Regions from separate parts of the Bombyx mori genome. Here region 1 is linked to region 2. A link is a contact called in public Hi-C data. All regions are on one chromosome and are shown on one strand. The core of a region is the stretch at or near the end of the contact, and the rest is flanking DNA. Distances in the headings are between cores, read along the strand shown.

Region 1 (3,087 bases), core at 19-2,518, 35 kb before region 2:
ATCCGTCTTCCAATTGAACGATCCCACAATGGGCTAGTCGAGATAAACGTGAATGGAATTTCTAAAGCCGATCCAGCCATATGGCATAGACATCCGCCGTTTAGTTATCAAAGGAAACGTTCAAATAAACAATTGCCTTTCACATAATAACTTACGATACTCATAAATAAATCATGTCTATTCTACGTTAAATGTGCGTATATTAAGATATTGCTTCACAGTCTGTGTTGTAAGCCAATAAAGCTCGTAATAACAACACTCAATCCAAATTTCCGACCGCGAATTTCACACGATTCAAACAATACCTTCTACAGATTTCGATTACACGATTTGTTTTGCTACATTTTTTTTCTGTTATGTTCTATAATTATATCTTTAACAGGCAATACAAGCGAAGTGTTTTATTTACTCTTCGTATTTTATTTATACGGGCAAATTCAAGCCATCGATCGACATTGAGCTAATTAAAAACCTATGAATGCAAGTTGCAAGACAGGTTTATACGGATTTACATTTATATCCGAACAACTATTGCACGTTCGCCTAGTTAATTCACTTTCTTTATCACTTTCTTATGTCAAGCTTTTTACTGTTGGGACGACGTATTGAACTCGCTCGAGTAGTGATTGTACCTTACTAAGTTCTGGTGCAACAAATTCAAATGGACCCTAAACACATCCATTTCGAGAATAAAAAAAAATATGGCCTATATAATATTTCTAGCATAAACCGTACAAAAACATTCAACTGTTACTAGATGGTAAATAAGTACTTTTTTTATTTCGGTATATGTAATTATGTGGTTCATCCAGAGCGACAATGGTACCCGAGGGAGTCTGATGTGATCGTGGTCCCTCGCCCGTTAAATTACGAACTGCAGACAGACTAGGGGAGCCCGTGAAAGGGGTTATTGCCTTGTTACTACACATCAGACAATCATGCATACGTGTAGGGAGCGAATAAACTTTATTCATGTGGCGCTGTGGCTTCGGCCAGCTGATAATCATGTCGCGTCACGGGCGGGGTGCGCGGGCCGTGTTAGCTGTCCGCCTTGCCGCCTTCCCGCCTTCAGTGTTCCACGCGATACTGTGCTAACGTCACGTACTCTTGCCGGTTCATTTAAAGTTTTATTTTCGATTGTGGTTTTATCGTTTCCATTAAATATATAAACGTTGCAAGTGAGACTTTCGGTCGATATCAGTCGTTGTGTATGAACAATGTCAGAGCCGACGTCAAAAACATTGAATCGGCTTCGTAGAAGTCGACTGATGCTCAATATTTTGATTCTCCTGTATGACAACAACTAAAACTTTTTTTGACCTCTGGTTTTGATTAAGGAATAACTCTTAAGTGTGACAATTAAATTCGAAGTGAAAATGTGACACAAAGTTATTAATACTGCTCAGTGGATTACGTGAACTGTATGTGTAGACTCTTTGATGATCAAATTAGAAAAATCTTTTTTTCGAATCAATAACGATCACTTTAATTATTGTGCCATTGAAATCTTAAGCTTAATACTCAAGAAATTAATTATAATTGTGTTCTGAAGTCAATTTACATATAAGTCAATAAGTACTTAGTATTTATGAATAGTGCAATATTGGAACAAATCCAAAGATAATTACTGTATAGTGAAAAGCGAAATTTTAAATGTTCAAGTCCGGTTTGTTCAATCGGTCAAGAGGGACAATGGGTGACCCGATCGAGGTGGAAGATAGCTTAGAGCTAGAATATGATATGTGGGATGGCCAGTTCGACTTTGTCGGGCCTCAGGGTCCGCCTCCAGAGGTGAGGAACCGAATAACTTCGGACGCTAGCCTCACCGAGGACCTGTTCACGGGCGGTCCGTTGACTCCGCATCTATCCAACGGCCTGAACGGCGGGAAGAAAACGGCCGCGCATCAGTGGTGTGACAATTTATCCGACCAAGTGAGAACCATTCAGTTCTTTATCCCAAAACTTAAAAAAACATTGATTAAAACCGCATTTCGTTTGAAAACACACTTAGAAAATAACTTACAACCACTTTAGTGCTTAATAAACTACATAAATCAAGTTTTATATTTTCAGTAAGATTCGAATATCGAAAAAAATAGACAATGCGTATAACTCAGAAGCAGATGTAACGCATTTATTTTTTATTTATACATTAATTACTATTTCAAAGTAGGGAGTTACACTAGCTCAATGAAATCATTTTAGGCGTCATAGTTTATTATTCCTTGTTAACCGTGCGTCAGTTTAATACTAAACATTCGTAAAATGAATACTTTTCTTTGTCATTGCTTATTAAATGATTCAGTTAAATAGGTATAGTATATATTTACGAGAAAAATAGCTGAAATTAAAATTTGTAGTGCATACAATTCTATTTATTTAAAGTAACAAAATAATCAAACTACCGTCTTCTGTATAGAACTATGCGTATTCTCGTTTCATAAGTATTTCTTGTTTTTTTTTTTAAATCAATCTTATACCTTTAAACGAGCAATTCTTGTATATTAATATATATGTATATAATCTGAATCTCGGAAACGGCTCCAACGATTTTCATAAAATTTAGTATACAGGGGATTTCGGGGGCGATAAATCGAACTAGCTACGATTTATTTTCTGAAAATGTTGTTTTATTCGTGTTTTCAATAATCAACTCTTCCCGACATCTATTGGGGAATAATAGTACTATTTTTCTTAATTGAGGGCAACTAACCGCTTTAAAAACACAACAAGATGGCGTTATCAAAAAAAAAACCGAGCAAAGCTCGGTCATCATCTAGTCCCAATAAATCATTACATCAAGTACGAAGTTACAAAGATGAAATTTCCATTCAAAAATTGACAGCATAAAGTGCTTGCATTTTCAATAGCTCCCGATAAGTATCTATTCGATGCGGGTAGAAACTGAAGGCATTATTCAATTCTATTTTATAGAAACGTTACTGCTGTTACCATTTCTCGACCAGGACGTACCATCGCGGCCTTTGATTAGTTCAATGCTGTCACGCGATGCTTCGTACATGCACCGTTTTCATCGATCAAACATATTTTGCTCGCGCGTCTAACAACTTTACAACGTATAAAACA
Region 2 (3,164 bases), core at 194-2,693:
TGTTTCCCTCGCGTCTTCTTTGCTGAACTCCAATGATACATCTTTAGTGGCAATATCGGGCTTCAGTTTTGTAGCAGGCTTGCCTGCTTGTTCTATTTCAAATAAAGCATTTTTATTTTCTGTTGCTCTAGGATTCGCTTTCTTTGCAGGCTTTTTCTTGCCCAAAATATCGTCATCAAAAAAACTATCATCACTGCCGTCACTCAGGATTCCTGCTAGTGGATCATCCATGTTAAAGTTCATTATCGGAAATAATTATTAGAGAATAGCCCGGATTGGCCCTAACGGTTAATTTTGATTCAGCTTCTTGTTTTAGTTAACACCTTGGTAATCGAAGACAATCATAAGAAAACTATATGAAAATAATGTAATGAGTTAATAAACCTAGGAAACTAAAAAAAGGATTAGTCAGTCATAGAAAAGTATGAAATTATTATCTTAATTGTATTAACTGCTGTTTTTCAGTGTGCGCCTACCTAATCATTAGAAAAGTTTTTGTTTAGAAAATCGCTGCCATGGAAACCAAAAGAAAAAGATTTTTTAAGGTTCTTTTAAAGATTTTAGGCCTGGTAACCAGACCTTTAAGCCAAGTCAGTCCAAGTATTTTCTTCTTAAATTCTGTTGCAATACCAACTACGCGGCGGCGGATAGGTGAGTTTGAAGTCGTCGTGTCTTAAAGGATAAGACGTTCGGTGGACATCTTGCGATGCATCGGAGTTCGAATCCCGGTGATGGGTACCAATTTTTCTAATGAAATACGAACTTTACAAATGTTCACGATTGACTACCACGGTGATGGAATAACGTCGTGTAATAAAAATCAAATCCGCAAAATTATAATTTGCGTAATTACTGGTGGTAGGACCTCTTGTAAGTCCGCACGGGCAGGTACCACCATCCTGCCTATTTCTGCCATAAAGCAGTAATGCGTTTCGGTTTGAAGAGTGGGACAGCCGTTGTAATTATACTGAGACCTTAGAACTTATATCTCAAGGTGGGTGGCGCATTTACGTTGGAGATATTTATGGGCTCCGGTAACCACTTAACACCAGATGGGTGACGAGCACGTCCACACATCTAAGCAAAAAAATAATAATAAAAAAGCTTACGGGGCTCAGTTTGAGAGAACTTGCTAACATTATGCCTAGTAAGAGCAGTTTCTCTGAATCTATAATCGGATCAAAATCGCGACCAAATGAGAAGACCCGGCAACAAACTCAATGGGGGAAAAACAAACGAGATAAAGTTAAACAAAATAATGTCATAGTGTAATGATGGGAATTTACTGATACTTCAGGTTAATTTTTGAAAGAATCGATGAAATCTCACTTGTACAAACAATTAATCGGCCACCATCATTAAATTTTTAAACCTGAAGAAGCACTACATTAATGAAATTTATTAATTCACACAGTTTCACATTTTAGATATATTGGCTACGTTTCCTTTGCCTGCCCGAAGGAAGAGTTAAGCACAAAAAACTCTGTGGTCGTGTTAAAAAATTGTTCGTTTATGTCAGTTTGTCAGTATCGGCTGTCTTCTAATTATTTATTCCAAAACAATATCATAAAATTGCTTTTTTAATTTTTTACAAAATTATACTTAAATTAAACATCACAGTATGGATCACATAGGTGGGAACAACATTGTACCATTTATTTTCGTGAAGTAAAATGAATTTATCAACGTACATCGAGGGTCCTTTTGTTCTAGAAATTTGCTAACTCACGTTTATTTTTATTTGTTAGCATCAGAAAAAGGAGATACAACAGAAAATCAAGATCCAAATTCTGTATCGAATGGCGCAACTAAAATCATGGATAAACCCGTGGTCAACGAAAAAATATTGCAGATAGATCCACCAGCGGAGTGCTCAGCCGGTACATCCGATACCACAGAGGAAAGCGAAGTCTGCGAGATCCCAGAACAAGTCGAATTTACTGTAGTTTTTAACAAAGTGAAACATGATATTACGTTTGCTTACGACGCCACAGTGTTAGAACTAAAAGCTCATTTGGAAAGGATATGCGGCGTTCCGCAATCAGCTCAAAAATTAATCATCAAAGGTATGGCTCGCGATGAAATGACGCTCAGGAAAGCTGGAATCGTCAAAGGAGGAAAAGTTATGCTTGTAGGATCCAAAATGGATGACATATTGGCTGTGAAAAGTGTCCCAAAGGTAAACCTTTATGATAGTTCACATTAGTCATTTCTTGCTCTCCATACACATTAATTGGTTCTATTTCAATTCTCAGGAAATTTTAGAAGAAAAAGCTACAACCCAAACTAGTAAAGAACCATTATGCATGCAAAAAATTCATAGGAAAGTACTTGATAAAGGTATTCCGCCTGATGTAATGCCAGGAATTAAAGGAGTAAAGGTAAAAATTCAATTTAATATTCTTATGCTACAGTAGAGACCATAAAACTCATATCTGAAGGTGAATGGCAGCATATACGTTGTAGATGTCTACGGGCTCCAGTAACCACAGTAATACATTGAATATTTAATGTAGTCTTGCAAAACATAATCATGATCTTAAGGCTCTAAATTACAATGTAGTGATTGTGCTCTTTGGGAACCACCAAATAACAAGTAGGCTGTTTGCCGTTGCTTTTTAAGTTAATTATCTTTCCACTTGGAAAATTACTTTAATCTATGGTACTACTACTACTACTTTACCTCAATTTTCTTGTTAAATTGTTATGGATAATGTGTGTCCTAATAGTAAATATTTCACTAAATAACATTTTGAACACACATTGGAAACCTTAAATTCTTTGAACAAAGCACAATAAGTATTGGAATACTGCCAAATACCTTTCACGAACTGATAAATTTATCTTGACAATTCATGGTTATGTTATTTTGTCATCATCTCTAATGTTTATTCTATCTCTTATAAAAGTTTTGTTTAAACAAAATGAGTGTGTGGTTAATATATTTTTATTTAGTGAGTAACTTCATTGAAACCTTTTATATAATATCTGCAATGAGATTGAGAATTATAAAAAGGTGCATTTTCCTTCTATAATTCCTATTGCTCAATATTTCTAATAGTTTATTAAACTAAAAAAATACGTTTTTATAGAAAAACCAATTAAAATTGAGATTTTTTTTTTATAAATTTGAATCAAATATGTGTAAGTTTTTTTTTTTTATT

What was found. A called contact is a pair of places that touch in the nucleus more often than the background predicts.
Region 1: a Hi-C map of whole pupa shows a contact between it and region 2, with 3 times the contacts expected there. The contact joins the enhancer-like site here to the promoter of LOC101741027 in region 2. A contact is called at or near these places in 3 of 7 Hi-C or Micro-C datasets (midgut and whole pupa).

The regions. Positions count from the first base shown.
Region 1 is chr11:10,255,547-10,258,633 of ASM3026992v2, reverse strand. All of the region lies in intron 7 of LOC101737965 (rab11 family-interacting protein 4), which reads left to right. Among protein-coding and RNA genes, the nearest start is that of LOC119629150, 9.0 kb to the right of the region's middle. Within about 2 kb of position 1,268, at least 8 of the 8 cell types and tissues checked have open chromatin away from gene starts, as enhancers often do.
Region 2 is chr11:10,221,097-10,224,260 of ASM3026992v2, reverse strand. It overlaps LOC101741027 (fas-binding factor 1 homolog), which reads right to left and starts at 1,443. Exons shown (of 11, transcript XM_012695033.4): 1 at 1-1,443. The coding sequence starts at 243. It overlaps LOC101741174 (ubiquitin domain-containing protein UBFD1), which reads left to right and starts at 1,466. Exons shown (of 6, transcript XM_038013982.2): 1 at 1,466-1,634; 2 at 1,749-2,179; 3 at 2,256-2,381. The coding sequence starts at 1,622.